2 separate regions of the Sus scrofa genome follow, and region 1 is linked to region 2. The links are chromatin contacts, called in public Hi-C maps. All regions are on one chromosome and are shown on one strand. Each heading gives the region's core, a stretch centred on a gene start, on an enhancer-like site or on the middle of the called end of the contact. The rest is flanking DNA. Distances are from core to core; before and after follow the strand shown. Region 1 has its middle 38 kb from the start of NFIC. Region 2 holds the start of SMIM24 (small integral membrane protein 24).

What was found. A called contact is a pair of places that touch in the nucleus more often than the background predicts.
Region 1: a contact with region 2 is called in a Hi-C map of omental adipose tissue, with 2.0 times the contacts expected there. The contact joins the enhancer-like site here to the promoter of SMIM24 in region 2. A contact is called at or near these places in 2 of 5 promoter capture datasets (fetal skeletal muscle and skeletal muscle), 4 of 47 Hi-C or Micro-C datasets (embryonic fibroblasts, mesenchymal stem cells, omental adipose tissue and 1 more) and 2 of 2 datasets of contacts at active chromatin or transcription factors (alveolar macrophages and skeletal muscle).

Annotation. Positions count from the first base shown.
Region 1 is chr2:75,297,541-75,303,734 of Sscrofa11.1, reverse strand. No RefSeq gene overlaps it. Among named protein-coding and RNA genes, the nearest start is that of NFIC, 38 kb to the right of the region's middle. Within about 2 kb of position 3,679, at least 14 of the 83 cell types and tissues checked have an H3K27ac peak or open chromatin away from gene starts, as enhancers often do. A contact at or near this core is called in embryonic fibroblasts and omental adipose tissue, where this site is marked.
Region 2 is chr2:75,176,532-75,182,074 of Sscrofa11.1, reverse strand. It overlaps SMIM24 (small integral membrane protein 24), which reads right to left and starts at 3,227. Exons shown (of 4, transcript XM_021084123.1): 1 at 2,984-3,227; 2 at 2,548-2,659; 3 at 2,187-2,252; 4 at 1-518. The coding sequence starts at 3,203. The coding sequence ends at 353.

The DNA.
Region 1 (6,194 bases), core at 2,430-4,929, 120 kb before region 2:
GTTTGAAACTATTTTCTCCCATTCTGTGAGTTGTCTTTTTTTTTTTTTTTTTTTTATGGTTTCCTTTGCTGTGCAGAAGCTTGTCAGTTTGATTAGGTCTCATTGGTTTATTTTTGCTTTGATTGAGACTGACCTGAGAAAACATTTGTAAGGTTGATATCAGAGAATGTTTTGCCTATGTTCTCTTCTAGGAGTTTGATGTTGTCTTGTCTTACATTTAGGTCTTTAAGCCATTTTGAGTTTTGAGCCATTTTTGTGAGGGTGTGTTCCAGTTTCATTGATTTACATGCAGCTGTCCAGTTTTCCCAGCACTGCTTGCTGAAAAGACTGTCTTTTTCCCATTTTATATTCTTGCCTCCTTTGTCGAAGATTAATTGACCATAGGTGTCTGGGTTTATTTCTGGGTTCTCTATTCTGTTCCATTGGTCTGTATGTCTGTTTTGGTGCCAGTACCACACTGTCTTGACTACTGTGGCTCTGTAATATTGCCTGATGACGTCTCTTAAATTTAAGGTTTGGTTTTTGGCCACATCTGCAGAATATGGAAGTTTCTGGGCCAGGGATCAAATCTGAGCCACAGCTGTGACCACGTGGAATCCTTAAGCCGCTGCCCCACAGCGGAAACTACTTAAGGTTCGTTTTATGATCTACATTGGTGAGTATAATTAAAGAATATGGTCCATCTTGTTGAATGGCCCTTGTTAACTTAAAAACAATGTATATTCTGCTGTTGTTGGGTCGTGTTCTAGAAATGTCATTTCAAGTTGGTTGATAATGTAGCAAGGCCTTCTAGATCTTTGCAGATTTTCTGTCTACTTTTCTAGTTGCTGGGCACATAGTTTGAAGTCTCCAAGTATAACTGTAGATTTGTCAGCTTTCCTTTCAGCTTTGTCAGTTTTTGTTTCGTGCATCTTAACTGTATGTTGTAGGTTGTTTGCTGGTCGTATATGGTGAAATGCATATATAGTCAAGATCTGTGGATTGGCCCTTTTATCCATATATGTCCTCTGTATGTCTGCTTTGTCTGATTTTAATACAGCCACTTAGCATTTGTTTAATTAAAAAATGTTTTTCATTGAATTATAGTTGATTTACACACTATGTTAGTTTCATGTATATAGCAAAGTGATTCAGATACATATGTATATATATATATGTGTATATATATGTATATGTGTGTATATATATATATTCTTTTTCAAATTCTATTCCATCATAGGTTATTACAAGATATTGAATATAGGAGTTCCCTCTGTGGCACAGCAGGATAAGGATCCTATGTTGAACAGCCATGGCTCTGATTCGATCCCTGACTCAGGAACTTCCATATGCCTTGGGTACTAATGAAAAAAATATATAGTTCCCTGTGCTATACAGTAAGTCCTTGTTGTTCATCTATTTTATATATAGTGGTATTCCAATATTTTAAAAATGACTGTGTCCTTGGTATATTTTGCCCATCCTTTTAGTTTTCTCTAAGTCTTAAAGCAGATGTCTTGCTATTTATGAATTTCCTCAGTTGTTTTGGTGTTTTTTTTTTTTTCTTTTTAGTGTTGCACCTGTGGCATATGGAAGTCCCCGGGCTAGGAGTCGAATTCGAGCTGCACCTGTTGGCCTACGTCAGGGCCACAGGAACGTGGGATCCGAGCCACATCTGCAACCTACACCATAGCTCTCACCACAGCTGGCTCCTTTAACCCACTGATCGGGCCCAGGGATCGAACCTGCATCCTCATGGATACTAGTCGGGTTCTTAACCCACTGAGCCACAATGGGAACTCCAAATTTCCTGCTTTTGTTTGCTGAAAAGCCTTTGCTTCTCCATTTTCTTTTTTTTTAATTTTTTATTTTGATTTTTTATTTTGTCTTTTCTAGGGCTGCACCCATGAAATATGGAGGTTCCCAGGCTAGGGGGTCTAATTGGAGCTGTTGCTGCCGGTGTACGCCAGAGCCACAGCAATGTGGGATCCTTAACCCACTGAGCGAGGCCAGGGATCAAACCTGCAACCTCATAGTTCCTAATCGGATTCATTAACCACTGTGCCAGGACGGGAACCCCTCTCCTTCATTTTCAAATGATATTTCCACTAGGCATAAACCTCTGAGTGGACAGTCTTTTCCTATCAGCACTTAGTCTTTTTCTCCTTGGCTGCCTTTAAGGATTCTCTTCATTTTTAAATTGCAAGTTTTGAGTATGACATATCTGGGTATATGTTTGGGGGAATATGTAGTCCATCTGTTATTTTCCAAGTTTCTTGAAACTGTGATTTGGTGTCTTTTCTTCGCCACGTCCATGGCATGTGGAGGTTCCTGGGCTAGGAATTAGACCCACACCGCAGCTGAAACCAGAGCCACTGCAGTGACAATGCAGGATCTTTAACTCACTAAGCCACCAGGGAACTTCTTGGTGTCTTTAATTTTGGAGAATTATTGGCCATTCTCTCTTACAATATTCTTCAGCCCGCTTTTCCTTGTCCTTCTGGGATTCCAGTTATACACCTGTTAGATCATTTGATCATGTCCTACAGCCTTCAGGTGGCCCCAACCTGTCTACAACACCTCTTTTCATACTTGATTATCTTTTTAGCAAAGACAGAGCGGGCTTCAGGTTTGACCTCTGGTTAGATTTGGATAAGATTGGGGAGGTGGTTTTTTTTTAAGAGCCGCAGGTGTGGCATATGGAGGTTCCCAGGCTAGGGGTCGAATCAGAGCTGCAGCTGCCGGCCTACACCACAGTCACAGCAACCCCAGATCCCAGCCACATCTGCGATCTACACCACTGTTTGCGGCAACACTGGATCCTTAAACCACTGAGCGGGGCCAGGGATGAAACCCGCATCCTCATGGATACTAGTCGGGTTTGTTTTTTTCTGCTAAGCCGCAATGGGAACTCCAAGATTGGGGAGGTTTTTGTTTTTGTATTTATCTTTAGAGCTGACCTTGACTGGTGGCAGCCTGTAGTGATGAGTTGAACTTTTCTCTTTAAACACATTCTAAGTCTTTTCCCAGAAATTGTTGGATTGAAAGAAAAATATTCAGTACTACTGGGACCCAGGCAGAACGGGGAGTGGGGGTCTGTGTGTGGCGGGAGGTTGAGAAGGCTTCTCTACCTTGTCTCTTCCTTTTGCAGCTGGGGCAACAGACACGGAGTGGGGGGAAGTGCTAGGGGGCCCTCAATGGGCCCTGACCCAGCTCAGCTGCTGCCGAAGGTTTGGGCACTGAGCTGTCCTCAGGGTTCTCTGTTTCCTTGAGTGGAAATGTCGCTGATAAACCAGGCCTCTCAAGAGTTCCCTGGTGGCTCAGAGGGTTAAAGATGTGGGGTTGTCACTGCCGTGGCTCGAGTCACTGCTGTGGTGCAGGTTTGATCCCTGGCCCAGGAACGTCCACATGCCGTGGCCACGGCCAAGAAAACCAACAAAACAAACAAGAACCCAGGCCTCTCTGTTGGCTGTACAGGGGGTGACCCAGCAGCCTCACCACCTGCTCTGTGGGACAGGGCGCGACTGCGTCTCTAGGCCTTTCTCGTTCCATTTCTTTCTCTGTGGCTTTTTCTGTGCGCCTCCATCTCTGTCTCTCCTGGCCTCTGTGTCTCTCTGTGAAGGCTCCCTCTCTCTCCCTTTCCGTTTGAAAGCCACCTCCCACATCTGCCTTCCGCCAAGGCCCGGGCTCTGACCCGCCGTCTGAATGCCTCACTCCAACCGCACATCTGTGGGGTAATTGTCTCCTTCGACCACAAGGTACTGAGGCAAATTATAGTTACGGGGCGGGGGCCTCCATGTGGGCGAACCGCGTCCGCTGGGCTGGGCCCTGCTGGCCTCCGTGGGGCGAGCTGGCTGAGGCGTGGCCCGGCTCAGGCCATGGGAGCCATGCCCAGCCCTCGCCCCACCCCCACTCCCCTTGCCAGACCTGCAGCTTTTGTGCCAAGATGAAAATGCCTTTGGGAAGAGTCAGCAGGAAATGCCAGTGTTTGCAAAACCCTGACCCGTTATTCATTCATTCATTCATTCATTCAACAAATAGATTACCCAGCGCCTGCTCTGTGCCAGGCACTGTTCCAGGCATTGAGGCCAAAGCCATGAAGAAGACGGACAAGAGGTGACACCCTGTCCCCCTGAAGGCCACAGACAAGCAATAAGTACAGTGATAAAGGAAAACAAGGCTGAGGGAGCTACCGGTGCAGATGGGGATCCCTTTCAAACGGGGCTGGGCGGGAGCCTGCCTCAGGAGGGGTCCTCTGAGCTGAGACCTGAAGGAGGCGAGGCTGGGAGCTGGATAGGGATTCAGCATCCCCCCAATCACAGACCTGAGTCCTACTCGCTCTGTGTCCATGAACTCCTGACTAACCTTCTCTGAGCCTCAGTTTTCCCATCTGTACTGAACTCACATGGCTCTTGGTGTGGAGTACATGCTCAAGAAAACAGTTGCCATTAAGAGTGGTGATCTGAATAATTGGGTCTAATCCACACCCTCCCACTTTGTCAGGGATCGTTGGAGGTTGTTGTGTGCTGGAGGGCTCGGACCCGGGCTCTGTCCTCCAGGAGTCCCCAGGCCCAGCACAGAAACCTTCAGTCCCGTGTATTCAGGGTCAGATCCTGGGGCTGAAGGGCGTGGGTCACACAATATCTTTTCATTGAGGAAAAGGTGACTGATATCCAAGCCCCTCAGGGAGGAGATAAGAGTGTGTAATCCAGACAGTGGACAGGGTGTCTCTCTTTCTGTCTCTCACTCACTCTGTCTCTCCATCTCTGTCTCTTTCTTTGTCTCATCTTTGTTTCTCTGCATCTCTGTCTAACTCTCCCTCTCACCCTCAGGGGGAGGTGGGGAATGTTGGGCTGGGTTTTGAAGTGTGCATAGGAGTCCCCAAGTAACAAAAAGGAGGAAGGTGTGCCAGGCAGGGAGGACAAGGAGGAGGCTGGGCCCAGTCCCAGTAGAGGCCTTACTTAACCTGGGGACACTGGGGAGCATGGAGGGCAGCAGGCAGGAGGGGAACTCATCGGAGCCGAGATTTAGGAAGAATCCTCCAGCTTGTTGGGAGAGCAGAAGGGGAAGTCCTGGGGCGGCCGCATTCCTAGCCTGCCACTGTCCTCACTCCAGATTCCACAGGGACCAGCTTAGGTGCCCATTCGTGGCCAGTGCCTGCTGCCAACATCTCCCCTTCCCTCTGTCCACTCCTTATTGGCAGCCTGAAGGGCCAGCTGGATCCCAGAGGCCAAAGGCTCTGCAGCCAGAGCACACCACTGCCATTTCAGAGCTCCTGGCCACCCCTCACAGGGCCTAAAGTCCTGCCTATTGTCCCTCTCCAGGCCCTCCTGCTGCCAGTGTGAGGCCAGGACCTCCACCCCCATAGACCAGCGACGGCCCCTTCTCCTGGAGCTTAGGCACCCACTTGGCGCTCCATAAATGCACAGTGATGATTAGAGGGTGAGATCAAAGACATTGCCCTGGCTGGCTGCTGCTCAGCATTTGGGAGAGGGGAGAGAAAAAGTGAAATAATGCCTGTCACATTCCCTCCTATGGGCTTCTGCGTTTTGTCTCGAACCCCAAGCCCACTCCTGTCCTCAGCGATTACCTGACATCTTTAAGACCTGGAGAGTGAAGCTCAGAGAGGCCCAGGGACTTGTCCCAGATCACACAGCCAGGACTCAACAATCCCAGCCCTTGTATCCCACCCTCTTTGTGCCTGGAGAGCAGCTTTCTCTTCCCACCTTCTGCTGCCACCCTCTACCCCCCGCCCCTGGGTTTAATGAGGACTCAGGGCCAGTTCGCAGGCACCTTCCTGGCCAGCCCCCTGGGTGGTGGGTGGGTGGGTGGGAGGGTCAGGCCCCCTGCTGCACACACCCAACACCCTCTGGCCCCTGGGCTTTCTTCCCTGATGGAGTTGATGGGAGGCAAAGAGGCGGGGGGTTGGGGGGGGAGACAACACAAGCCACACTCCTTCCGGGGGTGGGAGGGGGGCGTCCTGATCAGACTATTCCAATCAGAGGCTCATTCACAAATCCACGGCTGGTATGACGGGACGACCGCGCACACGCGCACACACACACACACACACACACACACACGCACACGCGCACACACACACACACACACACACACACACACGGCCTCCCTGGGCTGTGGGTGGCCACTTGCAGGAGACCAGCCTGGTGTGTCTCAGACGAGCGCATCTGCATCCCGCTCGCTGTGATCTCCAG
Region 2 (5,543 bases), core at 1,978-4,477:
GGAGGAAGTTCTGGCTGACAGATATCAGGCAGAGAGGAAAGAAAGCAGACGGTGGGTAGAAGCAAGTGGAGCCATGAGACTGCAGCGGCTTGGGGGTTTCTTGGTAACCAGGAATGCTCTTCAAGTGCAAGAAGAATCACCAGGCAGAACCAATCATAACACATATAGACCACATAATGCACAAAGAGCCTTCCTTGAGGGGGGAGGGTGGGTCCCAAGTGTCTTCATTCAGGGCACTGTACTCTCAACCCCAGATGAAGTCACTGTGCTGGCTTCACGTCCAGGTCATAGCTTCTAGGGCGTGGAAGTGGCATCTCTGGGGGGCTGCCTGGAGGTGGTGGCTGTGGAGTCTTCACATGGCCGTGTTCTTGACTTTCTCCTCGTCCTGGGGCTCCTCTTTCTCCTCCAGCTCCAGCCCCAAGTTGCTCTCTCCTTTCTTCTTGGACTTTTTGTCCTCAGCCTTTTTGTTGTTATTAGTCTTTTTCTCTTTCTCTTTCTTCTCCTTCTTGCCTTCTTTACTGTAGGAACACAAAGGCCCCAGACCACAATAAGGAACAGAGTCACTCCCACTTAATGAACACTTACCTATGGCAGGCCTTGTGATGAGTGTTTTACAAAAAATATATTATATATCTTTGTTTAATCTTCAAAACAGCCCTAACAAGTCAGCATTGTTTTTTCCATTTTACAAAGGCAGAAACTAAGTCTCAATTGCCCTAAGGAAGGATGAGTGATGAGAGGATAGATGGATGGGTGGATGGATGAATGGATGGATGGATAGGTGGATGGGTGGATGGATGGATGGATGAGTAGATGAAGGGGTGGTAGATGGGTGGATGGATGGATAAGTGGGTGGGTGGATGGATGGATGGATGAGTAGATGAAGGGGTGGTAGATGGGTGGATGGATGGATAAGTGGGTGGGTGGATGGATGGATGGATGGGCAGATGGGTGAGTGGGTGGATGGATGGATCGATGGGCAGATGGGTGAGTGGGTGGATGGATGGATCGATGATGGATGGGTAGAGGCAGGGATGGCTGCACTGGTAGATGGGTGGATGGATACATGCATGAATGCATGCATAAGTTGATGGATGGATGAATGGGTGGGTGAATTGATGGATTGGTGGATGCATAGGTGGATGGATGGGTGAATGGATGGATTGTGGATGGATGGATGGATAGTTGGATGGGTGGCTGGCTGGCTGGATGGATGAAGGGATGGATGGGTAGATGGATGAGTGGATGGATGGATGAGTGGATGGATGGATGGATGGGTGGATGGATGGATGGAAGGAAGAAGGAACAAGGCTGGGAGAACACTACCAATTAGGGGCACCTGTGAGATCTAGAACCTTCAACACATCCTCAGAGTAGGAATTACATTTTACTAGGGCTGAATTGGGTCTTAAACAAAGCATAGTCTAGCCTGCACCTCTCCCTCAGGCGCATCCTGAGCTCAGCTGAGACTCTTCTAGGATAGTCTCCTTCCAGCTCCTGCACTCCTACTCCTGTCCTCATGCCTTTGCCCAAGTTGGGATCTTGCCCCAGCAGAGCCCCTAGCCCTGACCATATCCTTGAGCCCTCTGTCAGAATCGTGTCTGGAAACAGGACCATGGGAGATGCTGAATCCAAGAGTGTCATCCACACCACTTCACACACTTGTGCAGAGACACCTACACAATCCCACACCATAGACTTGTTCAATTGGTCTTTGTTAAGACCCTACTGTGTGCCAGGCTCTGTGTTGGGCACTGGGGACACAGCCAGGACCAAAGCTAATTCACCTACTGAAAGCCACTCTCTAGTGCTGAGAAATTGATAAATGACAAAGATAATTTCAGCTGGCAGAATGTTCAGAGAAAGATACAGGGCTGTGGGATAGAGAGTGTCAGGAAGGCTGATGGGCAGAGTGGGCTTCTGTGAGGAAGAAACATCTGAGCAGGGACTCAAGGAGGGACAGAGCCAGCCAGATGATATGGGGAAAAGTGTTATCAATCAGAATCAACAGTACATGCAAAGGCCCTGGGGCAGGAATGTTATTGAGGTGTTCAAGGACAGACAGAGGTCATCTTGCACACCTACCCCTCCCCTGAGGAGAGCCCCTAAGGAGCCCTTCCTAAGGAGGGAACTCACACAGACCCCCCTGACCACCCCCCATGTCTACACACACCACACAGGCATACCTCAAGTCCACATTCTCATACGGGTTGGTATTCATTCTCAGTATGGACCCCTCTTCATCCTCAGCTCTGCAGAAGAGATAAAGATGGAGGGGTGAGGTTGGGAGAAGGGCAAGAGCAGGGACAGCCTCAGTCTGTCTCCCCCAAGTTGGGGGCGGGGGGGGACTCCAGGAAGCAAAACGTGTACTACATGGCTGTCCTCGGTGTAGGGTATAGGTGGAGCAGGGAAATGGGGACATGGGGAAAGGGACCAGAGAGGATCATAAAGTGGAAGGAGGTGCCCAGCACTTTGGAGAGAGGGGGAAGGGCGGGGGAGGGGGGCCCAGGGATAGGCGGCCAGGAGGCTGGGGAAAGGGGTTCCCACCTCTCTTTGGAGCACCAGAGACGGTTGGTCAGCATGAGGACAAAGACGATGAACAGGAACCCCACAACCGCAGCCAGGCCCACCAGCCAGGGCTTCAGGCGATACTCTGAGGCTGTTGGAAGGTGGCGGGGAGGGGACTCAGAAATGGCAAGGGTAGGGAGCTCCCAAAAGGAGAGAGGGAGAAGGGGGCTGGGAATGGTCAGACAGAGGGGTCTTGGAAAAGGTCTGGGATTCAGAGGGGTGTTTTGGGGGGACACTCTCAGGGCTGGAGTTAGGAAGGGGGCCTCCGAGAGGGGCCTGACCCCATTCCTCTTCCACCTGCCCCTCCTATCAGGCGCCTCAGTTTCTCATCAGATGGGGAGATGGCCCACCCAGCCCATCCCCAGACCCCTCCTCCCCCGTCCGCCCTCCCAAGCCCCAGAGGTTAGAGCCCTACCCTGCTGGGCCTCAGCTGGCGATAGGAGCAGGGCGCTGAGCAGAAGAAGGGTCTCCAGGGTCCCCATGGCACCGAGGAACCAGCAGCCAGGGTGCTGGAGTGCGCAGTCCTGGTCAGAGCCAGGGGAAACCCTGCCCAGCCCCTGATAAGGGGGCAGGCAGGTCTGGAGGCGGAGCAGGTCCAACGCAGGGGCCCTCCCTGTGCCCCACCTGGTTGGCATCCCATCCCCTCTCCCCCGCCTTCCTGGAGGGCAGACTCTGGACCCTGCGTAACAATTAACTCAGATCCTGGTGCCCCGCCCCAGGACCGCCAGCCTCATGGTCCTCCAGGCTCCCTGCTGAGGCGGCCCTGACCCTCCTTCCCCACTCAGTGTGTTTTCCCATCATTACGTTTGCCTCTCTACACACCCCAGGAGATGCTGCCACCTGCACTTTGCAGAGCAGCCGTGGAGGCCAGGAGCACCAGGCCCGGCAAAAAGAGCTGGAGCTGGGACATGAACGTGGGCTCCCTCACCACCTGCTTATACCGCTTTCCCCCCCTCCCCGGCTCCCTGAGCCCTGGGGACCTGCAGCCAGCTCAGGGCTGAGCACAGGGATGGGCCACATGCCCACAGTCCACTTCCAAGCCCAGCCACTCCTGTGGGGCCGGAGAATGCCCCCCCCGCCACTCGCCGCCCGAGCAGCTGATGACTCAGGCTCTAGGCTCTCCTGTCAACCTTGATCCCAGGTTGATTAGATAGGGGGGCCTGCCCGGGCGAAGGGGGAACCGCACCCCAGCTGCCACGGGGCAGCCACAGCCCAGGCACGTGGCAAGAAGGCCAGGGTGGGGAGGCCCTTCTCCAGGCCTGAGTCCTTGGCAGGGCCCCTAGGGGCTGGCGGATGCCAGCCCCATGGCTCCCACAGTGCAGGGCCAGAGGGCCTGCATATTTCCGGAGCCCCTCCCTTCCTGAGGTCTGATCACAGCTGTCCTTGTGCACAACGGCCTCCGCGGAGCTCCGGGACAAGTTGACTGCAACCAGGAAGGCAGGCACAGGTGAAGCTCCCCCTGTGTGCCCTGTCCTGTGCAAAACTCAGGAGGGAAGGAAATCTCCATGCCGCCAGTTGGGAAGTCAAGACCCTCAGAGACAGCTGGATCCCGCAGCCCTGCAGCAGAGCCAGCAATGCTGTGCGAGGCGGAGGAGCACAGCGGAGCAGTCTTCTGCTGCTTTGCAAGGCAGGTGGATGGGCTGGCCTCGGTCAGCAAAATGTTCTCTTTCCTCCGACCAAGTCATTCCTGGGCTGTGTGCCTCCATTTTCCCACCTGATAAATGGGGTCGATAAGTCCTACCTCAGAGGATTCAGTGAAATAATACAAGGAAAGGGCTTGCTTAGCACAACAGCCAGCACATTCAAAGCACTAGCTAAGGATTGGCCACTATAATTATTATTATTTTTAAAAAGCTTCTTAGCGTTTTCGGTTTACAGGTTGCCAAGTGCTTGGAGGAGGCTGGGTAGCTTAGGTTCTGGGAATACAGGGGGAGCAGGAGTGTTGGAAATAAACCAGCCTCCAACCACTGGCGCCTGCCAGCCAAGAACAAGGATGTTCTCTGTCAAGGCAGCTGCAGATAAGTGAAGGGCTCTGATGGGCACACATCCCATCTCTACAACGGCATTTAAACCGGCTCCCCTGGCTCAGCCCAGCCTCCAGAAGGAGCTTCGGGATGGTGGATCTTTGAAGGTGATGGAGGGGCGGCGGGGCATGCGGGCTGGGGCTTCTGCAGGGGCCCCCTCGCCACCCCCACAGGTGGCATCCTCGTCACCCCGCCAGGCCAGCGCCAGCTGCAGGTCCAGCTCTTCCAGATCCTCGCCCTCTGGGCTCTCCGGCAGCTCCCGGGGGGCGTCCTCCTGGTCTGGCTTCGGGCCAAAAAGCCAGTCTATGGGTGGGAGGCTGGTCAGGAGCCTCCCAGGGTGGGGCCACGCCCCTTGGCTCCCTCCCTGGCCAGGAGAGGCCCTTGGACCACCCCCTCATCCCCCACCCCCCGCCCAGTGGTCCAGCACTAGGCCAAGCCAGACTCGTGGTGCATAGCGGCTCACCGGCCAGGTCGTGGGCGAGGTCCTTGATGAGATGCCCGACAATGGCATAGGCCACAGCCACCACCAGGAGCGCAGCCAGCAGCAGGTACAGCACGTACCTGGGCAGGCGGATGGTGTCCAGTGGTGGCGGACGGTACTCCTCGTAGAGTGGAGGGGCTGGGCTCCAGCCCTCCATGCCCTCCTCAACCGCCCGCCCTGGCATGGCAGCCACCCAGAGCAGGAGAGGCCGGGAGGTGACCCTCGTGGCGGAAGTATTAAGGAGCTTTGGGTAAGAGGATTGGGGCTCCCCCGTGGCCACCATCTGCCTGGATTGATCACATCGCAAATCACTTCCGCCCGCAGCACCTCCACCCCACTCAGCTCCAGCCTCACCAAGTGCTACCCTGCATGTTCATTTCCACCTCAGGTCCCTTGCACATGCTGTTCCCTCTTCTGGGATGACGTTCCCTGCCCTTGTGGATCCGATGTTCAAGACGGGGACATAGACT